Regions from separate parts of the Mus musculus genome. Here region 2 is linked to region 1. The links are chromatin contacts, called in public promoter capture Hi-C maps. All regions are on one chromosome and are shown on one strand. The core of a region is the stretch at or near the end of the contact, and the rest is flanking DNA. Distances in the headings are between cores, read along the strand shown. Region 1 has its middle 33 kb from the start of Serpinb1c. Region 2 holds the start of Serpinb9b (serine (or cysteine) peptidase inhibitor, clade B, member 9b).

Region 1 (7,181 bases), core at 814-3,313:
AAAGGAGAAACATAAAACTATGATGACATTAATCATTTCAAAGTTATTTTTCTGATAAGCCAGGAGCAGGGTTACAGAATAAAAGGAAATTAACTGTCTGGCTAATCCCACTGCTAGAGTTTTGGCCTGAGATTCTTCCCTAAAGTTCCTTGTGGCTTAATCACCAGCCTGTGGCATAACTGAGAGTTGGCAGAACTTTTAGAGCAAACAGTTTTTGGAGAAAGCTGGGTTATTGCTAGTGGGGGTGTATCCCTGAACCCCCTCTTTTCTTAAACTTCTTAGCAGGGGGGGGCAGCTTACTATACCTTACACACTTATTGCCACGATGCTCTCACACACTGTGAGCACAAAAACAATCAACTGTGTGTCCAGACATCTGAAACTCTGAGCCACAATGAGCCCGGTTTCAAGTACACTGTTGCTGCTATTTTTATAGTTGTTATTGTTTTTGTTGTCGTCGTTATTATTGTTGGTGCTTCTGCTGTGGTTGCTGCTGTTATTGCTGTAGCTATTGTTCTTTCAGGGATTCTTCTCAAGAGAGAACGCTGACTTTTGCAAGAATCAAAGCAGAGGGAACCGTGTGGATTTAGAAAGTTTGACTTTTATCATTCTCTCTGATTTGTCTGAAAGTTAGATGATAACTTAGATTTGGCTTGCTATCTTCAGTTACTGTGACGGACTCCATCTAGATTTTTCCTCTGCTCTGTTAGGTGTGGGGATTGGAGGAAGTCTTGCGTGAGTAAGTTTCTGAATGAATGGGTATGACTGGCATGGGTGTGGTCATGTGTGGAGGACTCCAATGCCTTTGTCCCATGCTAGTGACAAAGCATTAACTGGGTGAGACTCAGAGGGATGGCAGAGCATTCCTTAGGGCCTGAGTACAAACATAACACCAGACACCACTGTCTCAAAAACTAGCAGCGGCTGCTTCCTCATCCTGGGTGATATCGGTCAGAGACTGCTTGCCTATAGCGACCTCCTATCTACACTAGCCATCCTCTCCATGTGCTGTACATAATAAACATACTGTGATTCTGGGTTGCCACAGCCATAGATATAGCTCCATGTCTGACTGGACACCAGCTTTTCTGAATGTCTGTTTATGTGTATGTCCTGTCTTCAATTCCTTGCAGCCCCTAGTTTGGGTTTCTGGACTTAGGCCATTCAGGTAGAGGTAGTAAGGACCCAGACCAAGAACTTAGACTTCTTCAAAAGCAACAGTCTGAAATTTTATTAGCTACTAACTAACCTGTAACAAGAACTTTCCACTCTAACCAAGGGAAACTATTTTCCTCTTCTGAACTCTGCTCATACTTTCTACATTTCCAATCGGCTCTCTAAATGAGGCCTAGCCAAAATTCATAAATGTTCAAATACACTCCCTAAACTTTTAATGTTCTTTGCTGAGGTCCAGCCTCAGTGTGAGCAAGGTCCCGAAAAGGCAGGAATAGAAATAGTGCTAATTCAATAGTAACTAGGAATCAGTAGTGAATCCAAGCTGTCAGTTCAAATACCCTCTCTGTTCCCAGGATTCTCATCATCCTTCCTTCTTCTGCTTTCTCCCTTCTCATTCTTTTTCCTTATCCTTTCTCATTCTTTTGTCTTCTCTCGACCAGAGATCCTGAACCCAGTCGCTTATTTAGGATAGTTACACCATAACAATAATGAAAGCTTTGATCATTATTAGTAATATTTTTAGAAATCCTTAAATTTCCATAAATATTATGAATCATGAATATTTGATTCCAACCTCTGTTTTCTTAAAACAGAAATTAAACCAAAGCAAAAACACACTGGCTTATGGGATTACACAGCCTGTTCTTCACGAGCAGCTGCGTACAGATCTTGTGGTTTCCTGGTACAGCAGACAGCTGTCTTTAGTAACTTCTTTCATTTAAAAACAGAAAGGTGACAGACTACTAAGGCTGAAAGGATTTCTTAAGAAGTATTTTTATATACATTGCAGCCTTTGCCCTTCTTCTGGATTCCCTCTCCCACAGTTCCTCACCCTACTCCTCCTCCCTCTTGCCTTTGAGAGGCTCTCAACAGGCCTGCCTCTTCCTTCCCTGGGGCCTCAATCCTCTTGAGGATTAGGCACATCTCCTCCCACTGAGGTCAGACCAGGCTGCCCTCTGCTCTATATGTGCTGGAGCCTCTGACCAGCCCATGTATGTTGCCTGGTTGGTGGCTCAGTCTCTGGGAACTCCCTGAGGTCTGGGTTAGTTGACACTGCTTGTCTTCCTGTGGGGTGGCCCTTTTCTTTAACTTCTTCAGTCCTTCCCCTAATTCAACTATAGTAGTCCCTGACTTCAGTCCAATGGTTGGGTGTTAGTATCTGTGTCTGTCTCAGTCAGTTGCTCATAGGGCCTTTCAGAAGATAGCTATGCTAGGTTCCTGTCTTCAGTCTCTTCTTCAGTTTTGTCTCTGAAGTTCTTTTAGACAGGAACAGTTCTGGGTCAGAAATTTTGACTGTGGGTTAGTAACCCCTTCCTCCCTCTTGAGGTCCTGTCTGTCTACTGGAGGTGGTCTCTTGGAGTTTAGTCTCCCCATTGGTGTGCATTTTGGCTAAGGTCACCTCCAATTGAGTCCTGAGAGTCTCCCAAGTTCTAGGTCTCTGGTACTTTCTAGAGAGTCTCCCCACCTTTCACCCCTGAGGCTGCATATTTCCATTTATTCTCCTGGCCCTCTGTGTTTCTCTCCTGTTCCCCCCCACCCCAGTTCCTGATACTGTTCCCCTTTTCCCCTTTCCCCTCTCTTCTTCCTCCCAGGCCCTTCCCTTCCTCTGCCTCCTGTGATTATTTACTTACTCTTTCTATGTGGGATTGAAGCATTCTCTCTTGGCTCCTTTTCTTGTTACACTACTGTGGGTTGCATCCTGGGTATTTTGTAGTTTTTGGCTAATATTCACTTCATATATGTCCTTTTGGTTCTGGATTAATTCACTCAGGATGGTATTTTCTAGTTCCACTGATTTGCCTGCCAAATTCATTATGTCATTGTTTTTAATTGCTGAGTAGTACTCCATTGTGTAAATGAATTACATTTTCTGTATCCATTCTTCTATTGAGGGACATCTGGGTTCTCAACTTCTGGCTATTATAAATAAGGCTGCTATGAACATAGTGGAGCATGTGTCCTTATTACAAGTTGGAACATCTTCTGGGCATATGCCCAAGAGAGGTATTGTTGGATCTTCTGGTAGTACTATGTCCAGTTTTCTGAGAAACCACCAAATCGATTTCCAGAGTGGTTGTACCAATTTCCAATCCTACCAGCAATGGAGGCGTGTTCCTCTTTCTTCATTTCCTTGCCAGCATCTGCTGTCATTTTTTGATCTTAGCCATTCTGATTGGTATAAGGTGGAATCTCAAGGTTGTTTTGATTTGCATTTCCCTGATGACTAAAGACTTTGACTATTTCCTTAAGTGTTTCTCAGCCATTAGAATTTCTTCTGTTGTGAATTCTCTGTTTAGCTCTGTACCCCATTTTTAATTGGGCTATTTGGGTTTGGGGAGGTTAACTTATTGAATTCTTTATATATTTTGGATGTTAACCCTCTATCAGATATAGGATTAGTGAAGATATTTTTCTCCAATCTGTAGGTTGCCAATTTGTCCTATTGACTGTGTCTTCTGTCTTACAGAAGCTTTTCAGTTTCATGAGGTCCCATTTATCAAGTGTTGATCTTAGACCTTGAGCAATTAGTGTTCTGTTCTGGAAATTTCCCACTTTTTCTATTAGATTCAATGAATCTGGTTTTACATTGAGATCCTTGATTCATGTGAACTTGAGCTTTGTGCAGGGTCATAAATATGTATCTATTTTCATTCTTCTACATACAAACACCAAGTTAGACCAGCACCATTTATTGAAGACACTTTCTTTTTTTCCACTGTATGGTTTTAGTTTCTTTGTTAAAGATCAAGTGACCATAGATATGTGGGTTTATTTCTGGGTCTTCAATTTTATTCCATTGATCAACATGTCTGTCTCTGTACGAATACCATGCAATCTTTATCGCTACTGCTTTGTAGTACAGCTTGAGGTCAGGAATGATGATTCCCCCAGATGTTCTTTTACTATGGTGAATGACAGATTTTGATGTGTTCTTGAATTTGGTTTGTGAGAATTTTATTGAGTACTTTTGCATTATTGGTGAAATTGGCCTGAAGTTCTCTTTCTTGGTTGGGTCTTTATGTGGTTGAGGTATAAGTGTAACTGTGGCTTCAAATAATAAATTAGGTAGTGTTCCTTTTGATTCTATTTTGTGGAATAGTTTGAGAAGTATTGGTATTAGGTCTTCTGTGAAGGTCTAGTAGAATTCCTCACTAAAATCATCTGGCCTTGGCATTTTATTGGTTGGGAGGTTTGTAATGTTTGTGTCTACTTCCTTAGGGGTTATAGGACTGTTTAGTTTACCTGATCTTGATTTAACTTTGGTATGTGGTATCTGTCTAAAAAAAAAAAAAAAACAAAAAAAACCCCATCAGTTTCATATAGATTTTCCAGTTTTGTTGAATGTAGGCTTTCATAGTAGGTTCTGATTTTTTTTTAAATTGATTTAGTTACTGTTGTAATGTTTCCCTTTTCATTTCTGATTTTTATTAATTTGGATACTGTCTCTGTGCCCTTTAGTTAGTTTGGCTAGAGGTTTGTCTATCTTGTTAATTTTCTCAAAGAACCAGCTCTTGGTTTTGTTGATTCTTTGTATCACTCTCTTTGCTTCTAACTGGTTGATTTTGACCTAGAGTTTGACTATTTCTTGCTTGTCTTTGTTACTGTCTTATATGCAACAAAATGCTAGATCCTGTTTATTTATCCAGTCTGTTACCCTGTGTCTTTTTATTGTAGGAATTGAGTCCATTGATGATGAGAGATATTAAAGAGAGATGATTGTTCATTCCTGATATTTTTTGTTGCTGGAGGTTGTATTATGTGTATGTGATTGTCTTCTTTTGGACTTGTTGTGAGATGTTTAATTTCTCCTGCTTTCTTAGGTGTAGTTACCCTCCTTGTGTTGGAGTTTTCCTTCCAGTGTCGTCTGTAGAGTTGGATTAGTAGAACAATATTGTTTAAATTTGGTTTTGTCATGGGATATCTTGGTTTCTCCATTATGGTGATTGAGAGGTTTGTTGGGTGTAGTATCCTGGGCTGGCATTTGTGTTCTCTTTGGGTCTGGATGGCATCTGTCCAGGATCTTCTGGCTTTTAGAGTCTCTTTTGAGATGTCTGGTGTAATTTTGACAGGTCTGTCTTTATATGTTACTTGGCCTTTTTCACTTACAGCTTTTAATATTCTTTCTTTGTTCTGTGCATTTAGTGTTTTAATTATTATATTACAAGAGTATTTTCTTTTACGGTTCAATCTACTTGGTGTTCTATAGGCTTCTTGTACATTTATGGCCATTTCTTTATTTAAGTTAAGGAAGTTTTCTTCTATATTTTTGTTGAAGATGTGTTCTAGCCCTTTGAGCTGGGAATCATCACCATCTTCTATTCCTATTTTTCATAGGTTTGATCTTTTCATTGTGCCCTGAATTTTCTGGAAATTTTAGGTTAGGAGCTTTTTCCACTTTGTGTTTTCTTTGACCAATGTGCCAATATCTTCTAGGACTGAAATTCTCTCTTCTTATCTCTTGAATTCTGTTGTTGATGCCTGCATCTGTAGCTCCTCACCTCCTCCCAAAGTTGCCTATCTCCAGGGTTGCCTCTATTTGTGTTTCCTTTATTGTTTCTATTCCTTTTGAGGTCTTGGACTGTTTTGTCCAATTCCTTCACCTGCTTGATTGTATTTTCTTGTATTTCTTTAAGGGATTAATTTGTTTCCTCTTTAAGGGCTTCTATCTGTTTGCCTGCATTTTCCTGTATTTTTAAAAGGAGTTATTCATATCCTCCTTAAGGTCTCAATCATCTTCATAAAATAGGACTTTAGGCTAGAATCTTGCTTTTCAGGTGTGTTATGGTACCCAGGACTTGCTGAGGTGAGAGAACTGGGTTCTGATGGTGCCAACTTGCATTGGGTTTTGTCCCTTATGTTCTTGTATTTGCCTCTCACCATCTAGTTATCACTAATGTTAACTGGCCTGGGTGCCTCTGACTGGAGCCAGCCTCCTTGGAGGCAGGTAGTGCTCTGTGACATGGGTTACAGCTGGAATCCTGGAAGGCAGGCATTGCTGTCTCTGATTAGCAGAGGGCAGGGGAGGGGGAGCTCCTGTGTGTCTCTGGTTAGAGCAGGCCTCCTGTGTCCTGACTTAGGGCAGACTTCTTGTATTCCTGGCCTGGGTGAATTTCCTGGGAGACATGTAGGCTCTGGTCTCCAGGGGCAGGATCTGCCCCAGTTACAGATGGAGGTGTAAACTGGATTGTGCCCCTTATTAATGTAAACCTCATGTGTTCCTGGATATTCTAGACTTCCTGGGAGTCAGGCAGGCTGTGGCCCTGGTTACTGTGGACCTCCTGGAAAGGAGGCAGGTTGTAGGGTGTGGGAGGGTATTAGGTCACTGATCTGACCAGGGTGGGGAGGCAGACCAGAAGGAAGGTGGAGCTTGCCAGGGCAGATAGGTCCTGTGTCCACTGGGCTCTGTGGGTATCCCAGCTGACATGGGAATTTGGGTGGGAGTCTCATCAGTGTCCCTGATTACTGTGGACCTACTGAGTGGCAGGCAGCCTATAGGATGTGGGAGTATATCAGGCCCACTGATTTGGCCTCTTATGAAAATTTATGCAAGTAAAGCAGCTATCTCTCTCTCTATTATCTCTCTTGACATTGTCATTTCCATTCCTTTAAGTAACTAGGAGAACAATGTACTAACATTTTGTATGCTTATACACCATCTTTTAACTCTCTAACCTTTGTTTCCTCGTCCTAGCAAGTCCATGGCCTTACATACTTTCCTTCTTATACTACTTATTTCTAAATCCTTTACAAGGCTTTCTCCTTTAAAATAAACCCATCTATCATTTGCTTGCTTTCTATAGATTCCTTCTTTTCCTATCCATACCTTTTTCTTGAGACCACTTTAGCTTTCTATCCTTGATGTCCTCAAATTTACCCTGGCTAATTAATGCATCAGTTATTGGACCAGAGGGTCCATGAATCTCTTCATAATTTCAAAATCAAGGCCAGGAATGGCAATGAACTATTGGTACAAAGGACAATGTAGGCTTTTATGGCCTCTGGAG
Region 2 (7,303 bases), core at 2,847-5,346, 98 kb after region 1:
TGTGAATTATATATTCTGATTCTGGGACAGGAAAGTATCAGAGGAGTGTGGGGGTTGAAAAATGTGAGGAGCCCTGGTCAAATAAGACATATTTATTTACTTTGGATGAAGACTACCAGGATGGCAGCCTCCAGAAGGCACCCAGGCACACAATAACACACACCTAGAACACAGGAAAACACTGGCCTAGACATTGGAATATACAAACCACAAGATTGTAGGGATAGAGGCCTACCGACAGGCAGTGGAAGGCAGAGTCAGGCACTAGCCACCCACCTCCAAGTACAAAAAGAAAATTTGGATAGGACATGCCACTTTCTGAACAGAGTTCCAAAAATTTCGCGTCTAAAGTGAGAGCATCTTCAGTCTTCGGAGCTAGTCAACCCCAAGAAACAGTCCACAGTGATCCTCAACTCTCAGATGACTAAGTCTGATTAAAGGGGTTTTAAGTGAGATCTATGATGGCAAGAATAGAAGTTTAACAGAGGCCACACAGGTTGTAGGAAGATGCAGACCAGGGCTGTGACTATGGCTAGGAGGAACATTCCATTATTCATGTCTCACAGAGATAGCAGAGTCACTTGTTTTATGCAAAAGGTATAAGCATCTTCACTGTTGGGGGGACTTAAATTTTATCATAGAGGTGAGGAGATAGCCAGAAAGCACAGTTAAGTATTCTGTTTCATAAGATTCATTTTAATTATGAGGAGGAGGAGGAGGAGAAGGAGGAGGAGCAAGAGGGAAAGGATGATAATGATGTTGATAACAATAACAGTGATGATGACAATGACTCCTCAAATAAAAATAGGCAGGAGTTTGAGCAGGCCATCTTATTGCAAGATTTTTAAAGAACCAGTGAGCACATGAGCTTATGATTGACATGACTACTCATCAGGGAAAACTCAAAATCATAATGAATAATCACATCACACTGATTGGCTAAAATAAGTTAAGAGAAACCATGCACAAGGAGAGACTGAAACTCACACCTTACGGATGGGTACATATGAGTGCATAAAAGTCTTCAAACTCATTAGGTAGTTCTTCAAATTGTAAAATGTAGAGTTGTCATATGACCCAGAAATTCCTTGGGCTATATGCTAGGTAACTCCAAGAGAGCATATGTGTATACACAAAATAATACATAAATGTTCATAGTAAAATTAGTACTAGGTAAAAGATAGAAATAATCTAATGCTGACCAATTTGCCCAGACCTGCAGGACTTAAGCAACAGGGTTCTCAAGAGAAGAGAACTGCAACTACAAATTTGGGATCAGGAGACACGAAGGAAGGCACCAAGACAAAAATCCTGTTCAAGCCTCGTTTACTCTTGGGAAATGGAGGGATTTTAAAGATGAAAACCTCAAATGATATTTGCTCAGATACACAGGCTAAACCAGGCCAAACTGGTGGTGCTAAGCAACACATCTATGCCAAAGGAATGCCCTCACTGTAAAAAAGATCTGGAAAGGAATGCCCTCATTGTAAAATGTCCAAAGTCAATAAGGAATGGAGCAAGATAGTGGAAGAAGCAAAAGAGTGTTAGATGATGGCCCAGGGACAAGATTCCAGCAGCATCCAGGCCCCAACACCAATTGAATAAAAACTTATTTTAGATAATATCATTATTAATATTCTTACTCAGTCAAAGAAACTAGTGTCTGAAAAATATTATCTTGAGATAACAGAAAAAGACTAAGGTTGTTAATGAGATTTGGGAAAAGAATGAAGCTCTTCACCTCTCGGTCTGATTGAGACTCTTGCCATCCCAGTTACTGTGAAAGTAGCTGACATGCATACAGTAATCATTCTATGTAAGGATATTTTCAAAAGTACATTAAAACAGCAACCATGCTTATAACCTAAGCCTGCATGATCATTCTCCTTGTCCAGATATAAACATGCAAATTCCTAAGAATCTTACAAGAAAACCTGTTTATAGTCCAAGAGATGTCTTGGGAGCCTTCTTACCCATACTTTATCATTCCTGATTATAATACCTATGTAAGGTACTCCTATTTAGGAAAAACGAGGAAGAGAGATTACACATAGGGAGCTGCTACTCTAGCCCTCTGGTATAGAAGCCAAAAGCAGCAAAAACATAGAAAACTTTGACTCCAAAAAATTCCCCAGGTGTGAGAAGAGGGAGAACACATTCCATCATGCCATCAAGCAGGAAGTGCACTGAAGATGATCTCAATAACTTCCTTAGGGGACATGAAGTTCATGGAGAAGAGTATTGCAGTGGGATCTGTGCTCTGTAGAGTGAGCACTGTTTTAAAGGGCAGATCCACGTTGAAACAGACTACACAGAGAAAATAAAATTGGGGGGCAGGAGGTGAAAAAAAAAATAAAAAAGAACAGAGCTTTCCAGATAAGAGAAAATAACATAGCCTGTTTTTGGAAGATGAAGAAGAGGATGGCAGGGAAGTCTCTGGAGAAAGCTGGGGTGAGGAAGGAGAAGCAGAGCAGAGTGGAGAAACTGTGTCAGAAGATATTAAGACAAAGGGGAAGGTAACAATGGGCCAGCGGTTTCAGTGATGTGGGACCAAACTGAAAAGTAGCCCCAAGAATGTGAGTTAAGATAGAAGATGGTCAAACTGGTTGTTGGTCAAAGCAAGGAAATAGGAGAAACAAAGAAATAGGAGGTTGAAATCCCCTACTGCTCGTGGAGGACAGATAAGGACAGAGGTTGCAGAGGAAGCCAAACCTTTCCCCAAGCAAGATGAGCAAGAGAGCCACAGGCTAAAGGTCATATAGCTGTGCTCACTCCCTGCTGGGTGAGGGGTTAGCAGACTCTTGTGGAAAATGGAGCTGAGCAGAGAAGATGAGCACTCTGGAGAAATCCAAAATGCACCCCAGTGGGCTTCAGGGAGGAAGAGTTGGGAGAAAAGCTCCCATCCATAGGTTATACGGAGAGCACGTGGAGTGGAAAGCTTTATCTAGACTGAGTGCACCACAGAGGTTGAAACTGTGTGAGCTCTCAGGCTCAACCAAACCAAAATTTGATATTGTCTAGGAGAAGTAAATGAATGATCCTGTAGACAGGATGAGCCTTTCCTGGGTCTGTGAAGTCCTCCTAATGTTCCTATTTCCTAGCAAGACTTCTTTCTGCCTGGAAGTTCTGCTTATGAGTTTGCCCTCATATAGCCTCATTCTTTGTAGTTTTAAAAGCTTGTCCTTAAATAACTAAACAAAGAAATACTGGCTCTCTATTAGCTATAAAGGAGATTGAGAGTTTCTCAGCAACTTTGTAAGATGTAACATCTGAGAGCCACCAAAGCCATACATGAAGCTACTGCTGAGTCACTGCAGCCATGCTCTCCTTGAGAGCCCTGCATGCTTGGGTGTGTCTCATTCTCTGTTTTCCTACTTTTCTTCCCTTTGTGTTTTACTCATTTTAAATATATTTGTGTTTGCTTCTCAATAAATCCAACTCCATCTCACACTGTCTCTTCATGAAATTTCTTTCTGTGCCAAATTCAAGAATGGTGGACTCACTTGAGTTGAGATTTCTGGACACAATCCAACTCCTACAGATGGCATCGAGTAGCAAGACTGTTCTCTGTGCCCCAGTCACAGCCACCTTGGACACTTAAGGCTGAGCCTCTGAAACATCAGGTTAGTAATAGAATACCACATACATGAGCACATATTCTGTTCACAAGAAATGCTCATGACTGAGGAGAAAAGCATGAAATGCATTAGTATTTGACAGGAGAGTAGGACTAGTGTTTAAGAAATTGGCTTTGAGCTGGGTAGTGGTGGCACACACCTTTAATCCCAGAACTTCGGACACAGAGACAGGCAGATTTCTGAGTTTGAGGCCAGCCTGGTCTGTAGAGTGAGATTCCCAGGACAGCTAGGGCTACACAGAGAAAGGGTGACTTGATTAAAAACAAAACAAGAAGAACAAACAAACAAACAAACAAAAGGAAACGGGCTTTGATACTGCGCACCCTCCATATCCCCCATGCCCCACCCCAAACCAAGAATGCTATCCAGCAATGATTCTCTTTGTCACACAGCAAAAACTCCTGCTATTTTCCCTTCCTCTAAGGGCCCACCCAGTTTTTTTTTCCCCAACCCTCACCAGTCCTCTTCTTGCAAAGGATAGAGCTGGAGGCAGCCTATCTCTCTGTAGGTGGCCAGAGGCACTAAACAGGAAGTCCCTGCCCTGAAGTGAATGAATAAAAGGCTCAGCTGAATCTGGAAGGCTGCTGTGTTAAGCTATAGGGGACATCCAGGCTGAAAAAGCTACATTGAGCAGCAGCTACTCAGGTAGGTTTTTTGCCTGGCTCAGATTGGGGTTGTGGGACCTCCATAAGTCAGTTTTAGAATACAAAGGCTGAATCCAGGAGGGAAACTCAGGAATATTAAGTTAGGGAAAGAGAGAGCTGGGAGCTGGTGTGTGATGGGTATTTTAAAAAGGAGACTCCAAGAGGAACCCCAGCTGGCCAAGTGTCAGGGAGGCTGATCCTGGGGACTGGGACCTAGGCTGTGTTGGCTCCTCTTCTACTAGTCAGGTTAGGGGCTGCAAGGTGTTAGCAGCCTCTTCACAGGCCTCCTTCCGTGCTTCTTCTCAGTACCTACAATTGGCAATTTGACTGCCTTAGCCTTCTCTCCTCCTTTCTTACAAAAGTGAACTCTTTTAAATCAGGTCCTTTTAAACATCTGGAGGTCTCTAGTCCAAATTTGAGCACTGCTCATTGCCATTTATAAAACAGTTCACTCCATGCTGACAGTAATCATGTCTTTGATGAATTTATCTGAGTAATCCCTTTATCTGACGCTGCTTCCAGGTGCTTACTCTTAGGGTGTCAGACATCTCCCTTAACTTCACAGAGATCCAGAATATGGACGATGGTGGACAGCAATCAGTAAGAGAAAGGTGACACTTAAGAGTAATGAGCAGACCCGGGGTGGGGCAGCTGCACTAGGGTAGGACAGCAGAGGCCCTGAGGCTGTCCTGTTCCAATGAAGTTGGAAGGGGGAGGAGTTTGAACTCAGTGACAGGGATGGGGTAGGAGAACTTCTAGGTGAAGTAAACAGCACTTCAAGGACTCAGAAGCAACTTTAAAGTGACCTAAGGGTAGGCAGGAATGCAGGAGGAGGGGCAAGCTGGGTTAGATGAGAGGACCACCTTGAGGGTAATTCATTTGATATAATGCAGCCCCACCTTTCCCTCAGAGCCCTGGGAGACTTCAGGGGAGGACCCAGAGGATCTAAGTATACTCCCAGGATGCTGTGTCCCTCTGTCTGAAGAGTAGGAAGAAGCATGGGTTGAGGTGTCCTGAGACTCCCGAGGCTTTTGATCTGTATTTTAGCACAGTACCATGCACTCTGAAACAGACTTCCAGGGTTCAAGAGTCATATGACAGTGAGAGCACAGTCATGGAATGCACAGTGACTCAGACCTGGGTTAAGGCATCTGGAGCAGTGACGTAGTCTGGGTCAAGCTGTCCATTTATCTGGAAGCTGAGGCATGCTCAAGAGAAAAGCAGCCTGGGTGTCTGCAGAGGATACAAGGTCTCCTGAGCAGTCACTGCAGGGGAATGCTCCCTGCTACACAACAGAGTTGATAACACCAGCCTGTTTTGGGGTGTCATTCAGCATCTCAGAGTCTTTCCTGTCTAACTGCAAATGGGCACTGTCTCATGAGATATCTGGGTATCTCAGGAGACTTATTCACAGGCAGAGTCCAGAATGCAGAGTTGCTGAAGGCAGGCTAGAAGACCTAGATGCTCCTGTCTGTTTTCTTCCTTGCTTCCTCTTCTCTTCCTCCTTCTCTTTAGCCAAAGCTCAACATTCTTCAGAAGATATGTATGTGTGTGTATGGAAGGAGACTAGAGCCAGCCTCTCTCTGCTGTGTCCTGGGTTTGTTTCTGATGATCTTTCCTTTCTTTTCCTTTCTCTGTAGATGAGAAAGAAGGTAGTATGGTCTGCTGCCATGGCCACACTTCCTAATAACTTTAAAAATGGATAGACTGTGAACTAGAACGAATTTTTGAAATTCAATTTAAAGTACTTATGATCTTGGAATATTAATCAGAAGTAGAGTCCCAAGTTTCCCTGCTTCCGACCAATGAACCTTCACCTCTGTGTTGAGTCCCATATCTCCTTTCCCTCCAGACTCTGCATCATGAGTACTCTGTCTGAAGCAAATGGCACCTTTGCCATCCATCTATTGAAGATGTTATGTCAAAGCAACCCTTCCAAAAATGTATGTTTTTCTCCTGTGAGCATCTCCTCTGCTCTAGCTATGGTCCTCCTGGGTGCAAAGGAGCAGACCGCAGTCCAGATATCTCAGGTATGTTCTCTGTCATAACCCTACCCATGTCACATGCATAAGAACTGCTGATAAGGGACAGTAGGAATGTGCACACACTGTTTTATGGAGCAAGGGCTAAAGAGGAAGGGGAGAGTCTCCTCCAGTAAGACTTCTTTAAGGGCAATGAGATTTCCTGAGTAACAACTAGGGTGGAACTCTCAATACTTTGTTTAGAATTCATTTACCAGTGGCGCATAAATAATTTCATGCTATACCTTGTCCCCATGCAGCTCTTTCAGGAATATGAACTAAGGGCCAGATAGCAAACTCATGGTTCTACCTTAATTATAAATGGGTGTTTTTGACATATTTCAATTAGAAATAGCTGAGTTTAGTTAAAGGGCAACAGTTTAGATATATTTTATATAGACTTGTAGTCTTCCAAAGTATCAGAAGTAGACAGACTATGACATTTATAGCTATTGCATTATTAAAAATCATTTCTGCTCCTGACAGTACTCCCTTTACATTTTGGAGAGTGTTTTTGTAGTAAGCTGGCTCACGGCCTACATGAACCGGGTATTTCTGGAAGGCAGGCTGGGGCTGAAAGAGAGACTAGAGAGAAGCATGAGGCCAAGACAAATTTTCTCTGATCAAGGCCCGCGAGTTTACTAAGAGAATGTGCTTATAAAGGGGGTGGAGGGGCATATCCCCCCCCCCCCCCCCCCCCCCCCCGCCAATCCATTCTTGGTGCCTGGAGCCAGCCTGGATAGGATGTGTCTCCAGAATGTCTCAAGGGTCTCTCAGCAGGTAGCAGAGTCTCTGAGAAGAGCAGTGATAGTTGACATAACAATATAGCCATCTAAGTAGGAAGGCTACACCCCAGATGATCTCATATTCAGAGTCAGCGAAGTCTGACTCAGCCTGCTTCAAGGCTGAGGGAGGCTAAAGGAGAGGATGTTGAACATCATTATCTTTAGGAGGCTGTTTTCATGGCAGAGCAGCCACTGAGCAGAAGTTGCCCAAATTC

The links. Promoter capture Hi-C pulls out the DNA fragments that hold promoters and counts their contacts.
Region 2: a contact with region 1 is called in a promoter capture Hi-C map of macrophages, with 6 read pairs. The contact joins the promoter of Serpinb9b here to the enhancer-like site in region 1. A contact is called at or near these places in 4 of 39 promoter capture datasets (the 3T3-L1 cell line, HPC-7-derived erythroid cells, hippocampal neurons and 1 more), 11 of 484 Hi-C or Micro-C datasets (the C2C12 cell line, the Patski cell line, the STO cell line and 7 more), 2 of 115 datasets of contacts at active chromatin or transcription factors (extraembryonic endoderm stem cells and trophoblast stem cells) and 2 of 9 other capture datasets (adipose tissue and liver).

Annotation. Positions count from the first base shown.
Region 1 is chr13:32,927,413-32,934,593 of GRCm38.p6, forward strand. It overlaps a transcript of Serpinb1c not described here. Among named protein-coding and RNA genes, the nearest start is that of Serpinb1c, 33 kb to the left of the region's middle. Within about 2 kb of position 2,064, at least 93 of the 459 cell types and tissues checked have an H3K27ac peak or open chromatin away from gene starts, as enhancers often do. A contact at or near this core is called in the C2C12 cell line, the STO cell line, macrophages and 3 more, where this site is marked.
Region 2 is chr13:33,023,318-33,030,620 of GRCm38.p6, forward strand. It overlaps Serpinb9b (serine (or cysteine) peptidase inhibitor, clade B, member 9b), which reads left to right and starts at 4,097. Exons shown (of 7, transcript NM_011452.3): 1 at 4,097-4,283; 2 at 6,135-6,312. The coding sequence starts at 6,145.